2 separate regions of the Mus musculus genome follow, and region 1 is linked to region 2. A link is a contact called in public Hi-C data. All regions are on one chromosome and are shown on one strand. The core of a region is the stretch at or near the end of the contact, and the rest is flanking DNA. Distances in the headings are between cores, read along the strand shown. Region 1 overlaps 5730403I07Rik (RIKEN cDNA 5730403I07 gene). Region 2 has its middle 59 kb from the start of Mlip.

What was found. A called contact is a pair of places that touch in the nucleus more often than the background predicts.
Region 1: a contact with region 2 is called in a Hi-C map of muscle stem cells, with 2.4 times the contacts expected there. The contact joins two enhancer-like sites. A contact is called at or near these places in 6 of 484 Hi-C or Micro-C datasets (the C2C12 cell line, the HL-1 cell line, cerebral cortex and 3 more).

What each region holds. Positions count from the first base shown.
Region 1 is chr9:77,373,385-77,379,704 of GRCm38.p6, forward strand. All of the region lies in intron 3 of 5730403I07Rik (RIKEN cDNA 5730403I07 gene), which reads right to left. Among named protein-coding and RNA genes, the nearest start is that of 5730403I07Rik, 23 kb to the right of the region's middle. Within about 2 kb of position 3,922, at least 5 of the 459 cell types and tissues checked have an H3K27ac peak or open chromatin away from gene starts, as enhancers often do. A contact at or near this core is called in muscle stem cells, where this site is marked.
Region 2 is chr9:77,307,241-77,313,624 of GRCm38.p6, forward strand. It overlaps a transcript of Mlip not described here. Among named protein-coding and RNA genes, the nearest start is that of Mlip, 59 kb to the left of the region's middle. Within about 2 kb of position 3,516, at least 15 of the 459 cell types and tissues checked have an H3K27ac peak or open chromatin away from gene starts, as enhancers often do. A contact at or near this core is called in muscle stem cells, where this site is marked.

The sequences.
Region 1 (6,320 bases), core at 2,672-5,171, 67 kb after region 2:
AAATGCTAACACTAAGGGGACATTGAGGTGAAGATGCTGATGGCCACACAGTCTTAACGTGTCTCTCTGTAGACCATTTGCAGTGGGGAAAATGATGATCATTTACAACTTGAGAATTGGTGCAGCCGTTTTGCGTGCTGAAAATGCATTACCCACAGGGTGAACTGGCTCTCTGAGAAGCGCGCATTTCAGAAATGGCTATATCCTGGCATCATGATACAGCCTGACTCTAGTGGTGAAGAAATTCAGACAAAGTCATAGAGAGAGGAGTCTTCTACCCTTGCCACAAAACTTTCAATGCCATAAAAGTGGGAAAAGTCTGCAGAAATGTTTTAGGGATGTGGAACGCGCCTCCTGGCTACAGTTTGCGCTGAGGCAAAAGTAAGCCACATTGCACATTAGCGGGATGGAAGGGCATTACACTGTAAATTAAAGAATCACTGACATGTTCACTCAAACTGGTGCCTTCCCTGAAGGGGCATGTCATTGCATGTGCGCATGAGAGAGAAAGAAAGGAAAGAATAGGACCGGGAAACAAACAGTCTAGCAGGTAGAGATGACGTCACCAGGGCATGGACCCTGAGGACTGGTGAAATACTGTTCTTTATGCTATTCTTACTCAAGAAACTTCCATAAACGTGAAATTACTTCTAGACAAAAAGACACATGCATATACATCATACACATATGTCTTCAAGAAGTGACATCTGCCTCATCAGTAGAATGTGTGACTTGAGGAATATTTTTCAAAACACAAAGGAAAATAAACAGCCATTTGTTAAAAGTCATCCAGTCTTTTGGTTGGCTCGATTAACCATCGATAGAATGGAGAGAGGTAATGTTTGCTTAGGCTGGAAGATAAATCAGTCTGTCAAGGGTGGCAAAATCACTGCTAATGAAATGAGCTGTCTCGGTGATGTACGGGGAAGAAAAGGAATTTTCTGTGGCCCGAAGGTGCTCAGGACTCAGAACCTCTGGGGACACTGTCCTCCCCATCCTCCCCGTCCTCCCCGTCCTCAACATTCTCCCCGTCTTCCCTGTCCTCCAGTCTGACTCCTTCCAATGAATTCAACTGGCTCATGGTTTGTTCTTACCTTTCAAAGACTGACTATCAAACCCCAGGATGATACTTAATCTCTGGGCCCTGGGGGGTATTGGCTTTCTTATTACTAATATTTAACTTCCATGAAGCCAGTTCTAAGGATCTGATAAGTACAGAGGAAGGGAGACCTCAAAGAGGAGGGACTGGGAAGACTTGGCTGGGTTCTGCAAGCTACCCTGGATAACAGCACTGAGAGATTTCACTGAAGTTTTCCGATAAAATAAGAGCATCCGCCATGGGAACTTAAAACTGAGCACTGATACTCAAAGCTTAAAGAAATAACAGGGAGAATAAAACCCTCTCGGAATTGCCCTGTTCTCCCCAGACACATGTCACACTTTTCTATGATTTAGTAACTGCTGAAAAATGGTGCTTTCGGCCCCCTGCTTTGAGCTGTGGAGAAGACACAGCTGAACAACAGCCTTTCTCTCAGGTAAAAAACTGTACATTAAGTGCAATCGAGACCTCTCTAAAGTGTGACCAGCACTTCTCGTGAGCTGAAATCTTTCCCATTCTAGGAGATAACACAGACAAACACACACATACATCTGTCTCTCACACACACTCTCATACTCTCTCCCCCCTCTCACACACACACACTCTCTCTCTCTCTCTTTCACACCCACACCCTCTTTTACACCCACACCCTCTCTCTCTCACACACACGCACACATACACAGACACTCTGTCTCCCTCTCTCTCTCTCTCTCTCTCTCTCTCTTTCTCTCTCTCTCTCTCTCTCTCTCTCACACACACACACAGAGCCTCTCACACATACTTTCTCTCTCTCTCTCTCTCTTTCTCTCTCTCACAAACATACACACTGTCTCTCACACACCCTCTCTCACACCCCTCTCTCTTACCCCCCTCTCTCTCTCTCACACACACACACACACACACGCACACACACGGGGGGTGGGGATAAAGGAGGAAAAAGCATAAGCAGAGATGAAGGCTGGCAATGGAGTAAGAAAAGAAACCTTTAAAAGTCAAAGAGTGGAACACGGAGGAACCATGTTGGACCCAAGCTGACTGATGGTTTTTCTACTCAACATCACAAGGGAGCCAGCCAGCTTACCATAGGCCCACAGATCAGAGACCGTGAGCTGCCCAGGTGAGGTGGCCTGGAATGAAAACCTCTCAGCTGACATCTAGAATGTCCATTCGGAATTCGAACTGAAAGGAAAAGTTTAAAAACGGGTAGTTCTAAAATCACTTCCTTGGCGACTTTGTGAGGAAATATTTTAGAAAGCTTTAAACCGTAATCGAGAGGAAGATGTTTTCTTTTTGTAAGAAGTTGGTGGCTTCCTTCTCACACAGCAGATAAACTTGAAAGGGTCCGCATTAGGAGTCCACAGAGCAGCAGCCATGAGGCACTGAGTAAAACATACGCCACATATCTTGGCAGAACTGTATTCACACATCACTGTGACTGGTAAATCCCACAAATGAAGTTAACATTTCTTGGAGGTGTTCTCATGCGCTTTTTTTAAGTCTTCGCTCTTAATAATAAGATTTCCAAGCGAGAGCCACAGATGTGGCTTTTCATTGTCCTGCAATACTGAAGACTAAGTCATGTCACAAGCTTTTTAATACAACTCTTTCTTTTGGGTGGTTCTAATAAGAAATACTCATAAGGACAAGATGCTATCATTGCCCTAACATACACCCCAAATCCAGTCCCTGTGGTACCCAGGAGATCTTGACACAACACCATATTAAAGCCAGTTCTAAATCTGACTTGGACTGAGTTGCTCCCTCTGCTAAGCTACACATGCTTCACACTTCACGTAACGTGCCTGCTCATGCATGTCCATCGCTTTGTAGGTTCTGTGTAGCTTATGTCCATCCTCAACTGCTCAAAAGTCAAAATACCAAAGCCACAAACTGGTTGGCTGTTAACTCCTCTTGGTGTTTCTATAGCACCTTCAAGGCAAGATGGTTTATTCCGCCAGTCTTCAGGGGTGTATGCCTGCCTGTAACTGTAGCAGTTGGCAGATAGAGGCAGGAGGATCAGAGATCAAGGTCATCCAGAGCTATCCAGAGAGTTCAAGGCCAGCCTAGGACACATGAGACCCCGCCTCACAAACAGGTAAATAAACATTGATTCCTGCAGACGGTTCCCCTCTTCCCATCCAACCCATAGATCCTAAACAGTCTCCGACCAACTTACTCAGAAAATTAAAAGGTCAAGAGCTGACTCAGGAAGAGGGAGAACCAAAGTTGCCAGGGCAACAGGCTGAAGCCATGTCTCCTTCCTCCCCTCTCTCACTTCATCAAGCTCCTCCTAGAGTCCTGCAGGATTTCTCAGCAGGGGCAGGGGTGGGTGAGGAGAGACACATGGGCTTTACGCCGACAATACCTACGTGATACCGGGGGTGCTTGGATCCTACTAGAAAGTTGAGTAGCCTTTTCTCCCCCTTGTAAAATGTAGTTGAGTGAGCATGTTGAGAGTCAGTCTACTGTAAGTAACCCTCATATTAACACTAGACAACTTCTCCCTTCTGAGACATTGAGAAAACAAAGCTTGTCTCTCTCATAAAGGGGAAATACCCCCGGGGGACATTATAGGCTTACTTTATGGGTCCGGTTACTTTTTTCCCCACTGAATGTTCTCCAAACAAATGAGACAAGTTACTTATTGCAGATGCTGAAGCAGATGTAGGATCGATTATCTGGGCAGGACTGGGCCAGGGATGGATTAAGCCAAGGGGAAAGTCGAGTCACCTCAGGCAGGCCACTCTGGGCTTGACGGCTCCCGCTGGAGTGGGGGGAGGCACAGGAAGTAACACCGACCATCCGGATGTGGGGCACACTCCCCCTGCTGGCCAGAAAGGACCAGACACCACGATTTCTGCATTGCTGTGGAACCGACTCCACGGGGCACACAACCCAGCCACTTCCATCCAAAGCAGTACCATTCCCTGGCAAAGTCACTCAGCAGTCCCAAACCACCACGTTTAAAAACACAAGGAAGTGAGCTCCAGGAGTCTTGCCGTGGGCTTGTTCCCATGTTTATTAAATCTAGTTTTATCAGCCAAGGTTTCCATCTGGAAAGCCACCATTAGCTTCTGGTCCTTGGCCTCAAACTTCAGCCCTCCCTAGGTAGGGATCCCTATGATAAAAGGCAGCTGGTGGGGTGGCAGCGGAGCAAACTTACCAGGCTGAACTCCAGAAACCAGGGTGATTTCTGGCTCGCCAGGTAGTTGGACTCTAAGCTCCAGCCAGCATGGGCTCTCTAGTTGTTATGTGAACAGCACACTTCGCATGCCCCCTTTCTTATTGTGGCTGCCCACGGCAAAAGCAACCGCAATGGCGAAGAAGCACGAGACACCCTCCTGAGCCAAGCTTCCCCTGGGAGTTTCTTTCCTTCTCTAGCATGATCATCTTTATCACCCAGCTACGGGCTAGAGCTGTCCTTCATTGCCAAGGGACTCACACCGAAGATAATCATTTGTCGAGCATGTGTGGATTCTGTCAGCCTGCCAGAGACCAGTGTTTGTTTTTGCCCCTCTCTCTGAGCATGTCAATTCTCAGGACGGATTACTGGTTCCAGACAATTGCCAAGGTCAAGGAAGTCACTGGTCGCTCTGTGCTCTAACTCAGTGCTCCAGCCCAGTGCTCAGGCTTCATGAAGAACTGGATGTGTTGGCCCTAATTCTGATCTTGCCCTTTACAGCTGTGCATCATTAAACAAATCTCTTCCCTACATGTGTTATTAACTTAAAAATTCCAGGACCTGGGATATGAGGCTCATATCAAAGGGACACTTCTAGCCCTGTATTCACAGCCATGAATCAATCACCTTCAAGAAAAAGTTAAAATCCGAATCACCTATTTAATGATGCTCAGATGCCCAGACAATATCCCAGTCAGTGTTTTTAACAAGGGAAAAATCAGTATGAACCACGGGTTGTGAAGTTGTACCAGGCTGAGATGATGCTTCTCTGTAAGCCACAAAACAGTTTGCTTAAAACATACAAGAAGTCAGTTTTGATCCTTAATCATCAGGGAAATGCAAATCAAAACAACCCTGAGATTCCACCTCACACCAGTGAGAATGGCTAAGATCAAAAATTCAGGTGACAGCAGATGCTGGCGAGGATGTGGAGAAAGAGGAACACTCCTCCATTGTTGGTGGGATTGCAGGCTTGTACAACCACTCTGGAAATCAGTCTGGCGGTTCCTCAGAAAATTGGACATAGTACTACCGGAGGATCCAGCAATACCTCTCCTGGGCATATATCCAGAAGAAGCCCCAACTGGTAAGAAGGACACATGCTCCACTATGTTCATAGCAGCCTTATTTATAATAGCCAGAAACTGGAAAGAACCCAGATGCCCCTCAACAGAGGAATGGATACAGAAAATGTGGTACATCTACACAATGGAGTACTACTCAGCTATTAAAAAGAATGAATTTATGAAATTCCTAGCCAAATGGATGGACCTGGAGAGCATCATCCTGAGTGAGGTAACACAATCACAAAGGAACTCACACAATATGTACTCACTGATAAGTGGATACTAGCCCAAAACCTAGGATACCCACGATATAAGATACAATTTCCTAAACACATGAAACTCAAGAAAAATGAAGACTGAAGTGTGGACACTATGCCCCTCCTTAGAAGTGGGAACAAAACACCCATGGAAGGAGTTACAGAAACAAAGTTTGGAGCTGAGATGAAAGGATGGACCATGTAGAGACTGCCATATCCAGGGATCCACCCCATAATCAGCATCCAAACGCTGACACCATTGCATATACTAGCAAGATTTTATCGAAAGGACCCAGATGTAGCTGTCTCTTGTGAGACTATGCCGGGGCCTAGCAAACACAGAAGTGGATGCTCACAGTCAGCTAATGGATGGATCACAGGGCTCCCAATGGAGGAGCTAGAGAAAGTACCCAAGGAGCTAAAGGGATCTTCAACCCTATAGGTGGAACAACATTATGAACTAACCAGTACCCCTGAGCTCTTGACTCTAGCTGCATATGTATCAAAAGATGGCCTAGTCGGCCATCACTGGAAAGAGAGGCCCATTGGACACGCAGACTTTGTGTGCCCCGGTACAGGGGAACGCCAGGGCCAAAGGGGGGGAGTGGGTGGGTAGGGGAGTGGGGGTGGGTGGGTAAGGGGGACTTTTGGTATAGCATTGGAAATGTAAAGGAGCTAAATACCTAATAAAAAATGGAAAAAAAAAAAAAAAAAAA
Region 2 (6,384 bases), core at 2,266-4,765:
GTCTCTGCTCTACACTTTGTCTCCATATTTCCTCCGTTGAGTATTTTGTTCCCCATTCTAAAAAGAACTGAAGCATCCACACTTTGGTTTTCCTTCTTCTTTAGCTTCATATGGTCTGTGAATTGTACCATGGGTATTCCAAACTTTTGGGCTAATATCCACTTATTAGTGAGTACATATCCTGTGTGTTCTTTTGTGACTGAGTTACCTCACTCAGAATGATATTTTCTAGTTCCATCCATTTGGCCAGGGCTGTGTTTGGTTGTGTGCTTACTGTGTTGGCCATACAACCCATGAGGCTAGTTTCTATTGCCATGGAAGTATGGTTGCAAGCACGATACTTAGAAATCCCTGAAAGCAGACTCCTCGCTACAGTCTCCACAGTCCACCCTCACCAAACTTACACACAGACGCTACTCAGTGTTCTCAGGCAGGATCAGGGGTTGGAATGCAAGCACCTTCTCCATCACTAACAAGATTTTCATGTCCTTAGGCAAATAATTGAATTTTTCAGTGCCTTGTTTCCTGTTTAAAGAACTGGGATAGATATAATATCAAAGTGACCTGGTCTACTTTAAAGAGCATGCAAATATCAAATCCTTATCAAGCACAACCATGCCCGACAAGTGTAAGTACTCCAAAACTGTTAACCCTATTCTTGCAAGCAAGTTTCTTACCTTTTCTGTGTCTTTGCTTTCTCACTTAAAAAGAATGCACAGACAGAACCACCCCCAACACAGAGCAAATGACAATCACAGGACAGATGTAGAAATGTTTACAAGCACAAAAAAAAAAATCTCAGTATTGTAAACTAAGAAACTCTCCATCCTTCAGTTGAAAGTACTTATTCATCCTGATTCCTCCTTCTCTAAGAGAAATGCTCCACTAAGAGCAAGTGCAGTTAGCAATGCAGATGACCACTATAGGGACGAAGGCATCCTTGATGGTGAACTTCCAGAGCCAGTTTTTAGCATTTATCTACATTGAGAAGCATGAGGCTTTTACAACAGCACAGAGTGAACTACAAACATGCTACACAGAAATGTAAGGGCACCCTCTGAGGATTGGGAGAGGTCTCTCAGTCCTGAGCACTGTTTAGTTCTATGAATATCCTAGTCTCTCAATTCATAGAGCAAGCTATCAACTGAGCATGGGAGGGTAAAATGACCTCTGACAAAAGGAGAGAGCAGCATCCTCCTGAAGTGGGGGAAAGATGGCAGAGATGAGCAGCAGCCTCTGAATTACTCCCAAAGGTCAGCCTGACCTTTCACATTCAAACTACTGTACAGCGCATCCCATTTCAGACTTTCAGCAAAACCATGCAATTTTCCAATCCTGGTGAGCTAAGAGCCAAAACGAAATATGCATATACCAAGTACTGCTCTTAAGTCAAAGTGAGGATTGCCTCCATAAATAAACCTTAGTTCAAAAAGCCCTAGGATCAATCTGCAGCACCAGAGAGAGAGAGAGAGAGAAGGAGTGGGAGGGGAATGAAGAGGGGAGAGGAGGAGAGGCAGAGGGAGAGGGAGTAGGGGGAGAGAGAGAGAGAGAGAGAGAGAGAGAGAGAGAATATCAATTGTTTCTATTTCAAAATTAACATATGGTTATTGTATAAGAGCATGGAAATTATTGTATATATAAAATACTGAAACTATCTATGCCTCAGTACTAGGAAACAACCCAAATTATTACATCTCCTTGAGTGCCTGAATTCCCACATACAGGTGACAAAAACAACTGAGGTCTCTGTCCCAGAACAGGATGGCAGGAGCCTTTCTTCTGGTTCTTTCATTAATGTCACCTTCTCAAGCTCAGTCCCAGAGAACCTTATTCCAAATCTCCCTCCAATACATTCCATTTAAGTTTTTTTCTATATCAACGATCACATATGAACTCAGTACAACTTAACAATTATACTGATTTATATGATATATGCATATATATTCAGAAAAACAGCAGATCATAAGTGACTATATTGAATCTTTAATATACATTTTCTTGTTCTATTTTCTATCATCTCCCTAAAATAACTACAAATATTAAAAAATAAGGTCTTTTAAAAGAACTGCTTTAAAGTATGAATCGCTATATCTTTTCTTAGCAAATGCATTTTTTAAAGATTTATTTATTTATTTTATTTATATGAGTATGCTGTCATTCTCTTCAGATATACCAGAAGAGGGCATCAGATCCCATTTACAGATGGTTGTGAGCCACCATGTGGTTGTTAGGAATTGAACTCAGGACCTCTGAGCATCAATGCTCTTAACTGCTGAGCCATCCCTCTAGCCCCTTGCATCTCTATATCTTGATGCTGAACACTATCTGCATTTCCACAAGCATAGCAGAATTTGAAAATCAGATTACAAAGATAAATATATAATCCTATATATGTATATATATACATATATATTCATATTGATACACAATCCCTGCTATGTAACTAGGACTATGATCATGTACTTGAGAAATACAGAAGGGAAACGCACACACAGGAGATACACATATAAAAGGCAATGAAATATACCTAAAGGAATAAAAGTGAGCATACTACAGAGATATTGCAGTTTGCTACAGACTATACAAAGAGACAAGATATGGAACTCGCCTGGATACCCATCAATGGATGAGTGCATGCAGAACTGTGCTCTGTGTCCACAATGGACCTGGAGAGCATCCTGTTTAGTAAAACAGCAGCCAGGCTGAGATTTAGAAGGACAAATCTCACATGCTTTTTTGTTCATGTGGAGCCCAAATTGAAAAAGCATCTGAACATATGCACACAGGAGTGGTGAGGGCAGAGGAACTACTGGAGAAGACCAAGTAGTGAGTAGAACAGGTCAGTACCATAAATACAAGCAAGGCACAATGACACTCACACATGAGGAAGTCAGGAAAGCAGATTGCTTGGATGTGACTATAAGTTTTTAACTAAAAATAAATAAATAAAAAGACAGTGATGGTGCAATTTGTGAAGCAGAGTTACAAGTTGTCTGGGCTGAAACAGTTTATCTCATGAGACAAAATGCCGGCACCTGTGATGGCTGGCCATGTTGCCAGCCAGGGCTAGTACAAGTTGCCATTCTGAACACCATTGTACAAGCAAAACTGCAACTGCTGTAGAATCACCAGGTCACCATGCTGCAGTACTGGTGAAACATGAATTCTTATTGCTTTGACACAATGTATCTAAGCCAGAATGTAGACCTGAACCTGGAGATAGGGAAGACTAAAAAGACTGAGTCCACTTTCCCCATGTCCCACCCAGGATCTCATGTTTGTTAAGGGGTTGAAATCACAAGGAGGGCCATTTGTTGTTGTTGTTGTTGTTGATTCGTCCCCTCTCCTACATCAATACACAAAAGAAATGAGAGACTTAGTAACCCAATATGACACTTGCCCTGTTTGCCACCAGTACAGTATGTCATTTGCAAGTTCATCCAGTATCCTCCATCCATGACAGGGTGTGGAGCAGCTAAGAATAGCTGTGGAACTTGAGGCTAAGCTCCTTGCCGGGAAGCACTAAACTTGCAACGTGACTCACTGCGGGCTGTACATGCTTGCAGTGTGCTGATGAAGTAGCCTTTCAGAAGAAGGGGGAAGATTTCTCATAGTCTCTGTAACCCGTGAACACTGAGAAATTTTAAAACTCAGTCTTTATGTGACAAAATAACCAAGTTGTAGATGGGCAGCGTCCCTGGGTATCAGTAAGTTTCTCCCAAGTAGTTCAAATGACAAAACTGGAAGGTTTCCACCACAGAAATTTTAAACTTTGAATTAAGGTTTGCTCATAAACATCACCACAGGATTATATCGTAGAACAGAGATTTAAGTATCCTGAGAGTGCTTCGAGCGTTCTCAGCTTCAAGTAATTGCTGTATTGTCTGCTGTGTCAGCTATCAGGATACTTGTATTGTCCAAATATTTCAAAATATCCAAATAGATACAATTCTCAAATACACACTTAAAAATCTGAAAGTATAATGAATATAATAACAGAAAAATATTAAGCTCAGCAGTATCATCGGTCTTTTCTGTGTAGTTTCTATTTTTATTTTTCCAATAGTATCACAATGGTACATAACATTAGGAACGCATTTACATTACATTCAGTAACCTACCCGGAGTTGCAAACAACATAATCATTGCAGCACACTGTAGCTGACATTGTTGGGTTTTTTTTTCACAATCACCTGCTATGATGAGTCAAAATTGTAGTTTCACAATCACCTGCTATGATGAGTCAAAAATTTAGCATCGTGTCACCTGAACTTTATAATGAGATTGTATGTACATATTTGTTTATATTAAGCAAGGCTACTAGATTTAGCTTTTTACCATATATTCCCGGAACGAGGATCAGGAGAAAAGAAAGGCAAACTGCTCTAAGCTATGTCAAAAGAGATGGGATGAATTCTTATTATTCTCCCAGGAGGTTTGAAAGGCAGAGAAATATAATTATTTTCTGATATACACTGAAAGGATCTTGTCCATTCTGACTCTGTTACCCTAGGAAATAACTGTTACCTGACTGTTTTGAACCACACCAAAAAAAAAAAAAATTCATATAGTAGAACCCATTGGAAGGCTTAATACGTAAGCATGAGACCCAGTAGGTCAAGCTTCAAGTCTCACTGCTGCAGATTCTAGCTCTGTGTCCCTGGCATGTAAGGTCAACACAGAGAAACCAGGGCATAAAACACCAAAACATCATGACAGCAGTAAGTCCCAGGCAAAGCACGTGACTCTGTCGCCGTAGCTGGAATCTAACAATACAGTCCACGTCCTCCTCTATTTCCAGTTAGACCAGCCAGTGAGTTCCTTTCGAATGAAGCCATTTCAGTTAGATTTCTGCTATCAACAAAGAGGTGTAGGAGATACTCAACCTGGTGGCCGTCCATGGCATGTGTTCTCAATCTGGGAAGCACATCCCATGCTCAGCACACTGCTAGTCAGTTGCAAGCATCCTAAACTATAAAATATAGACCTCATGTTTTAATACCGTGGAACTTTATAATTACATGAGAACAGAGATCTTCCATTCCTAGAGGGACTGAGACTCAAGAAGGTTAAAATTTTTCATACTCAAACTGCTCTTATTTGAACACCTAGAATCTTAACCCAAACTTTCTTATACGTGTGTATTATGATTAAAACATTGTATATGATATTATAATAAAAATAATAATATTATATTATTATGAAAAATAAGTGCTCTCAGAATTAACTAAGGCTTAAGAGACATAAGATGTCATCTGACTCAGATAAAGAAGTAAAAAGAACACCCAACCTTTAGGCTGAGTGAAGAAGTATTTTTCACATTTAAAACGGTGTTCATTTTCAAATAAGAATGGGGAATTATCAGTAAATTATCATTTTTCCATTTATCCTTTATTCCTCATTCTCTGCCTTTGTGTTACAGTGAAAAGGACAAGAAGAAAGCTCAATATTGAAGCGTCTTTTTTAAGATTGAATTATTAAACAATTCCAAGAATTTAAGTTGTTCTCAAGTACTCAAGAATCGCAGTATAGCATACTGCAGCAAGTGGTTAATATTTACCATGGAAATAGTTTCTCAGGTATTGTTCAACAGGAAAATTGTACTGGTCCAATGTGGAAACAGGGTGTCTGGGTATGGAGGACAGGGTGGACCCAGAGGTACAGAAAAGGAGCAGAATCTTCCTGAAAGGCAGAGGGAGACTTTCTTGACAGAATGACCTATAAGCTACCTTTACTGAAGACTTCAGTTCCACGGGCCTGCGCTGGAGATGGGGCAGCACAAAGGTACCCCATACTTGGTAATGAGGTTTAATGCAGACAGGTCACAGTGTGTTTCTAAAGCTATGGTCATGGATCCAGAGAGATCACAAGAAAAGTAAGGTGGTAAAAATAATACCCAGTGCTACCTATGGAGGGGGCTTAATGATGTCACAAGCTGGTATTCTCAGAGCCAGAGGGCTAACACAGTGACAGGCTTTACAAATGCTGACCTACAAAACATGCACCCTATTGCCTCTTTCAACCAAAACAAAACTGCACTCTCTTCCAAAATTCTGTGTTTCTGCATTTAAAAAGTTAAACTTTCCTGTTTCTAAATTGGAACAATCTAATGCCTAGCAGAAGTTTGTCAAATGAATTACACTATTCAAACCATGAAAACACTATCCAAAAAAGTTGTATTGTAGAGGAAGACAGCATGAGAATATCAGTGTTCCAATGCCGTAAACAGGAATGTGTAAGTATAGCTAAAGTAAGCACATTACACCCAAGTTTTCATTTCTTCTGTTTACTTATTTAGGTGCATGTGTTCATGTGTGTATATGGGCAAGTGTGCATAAGTGTATATGTTCATATTGTGCATGCACTCATCTGTATGTGCATGCA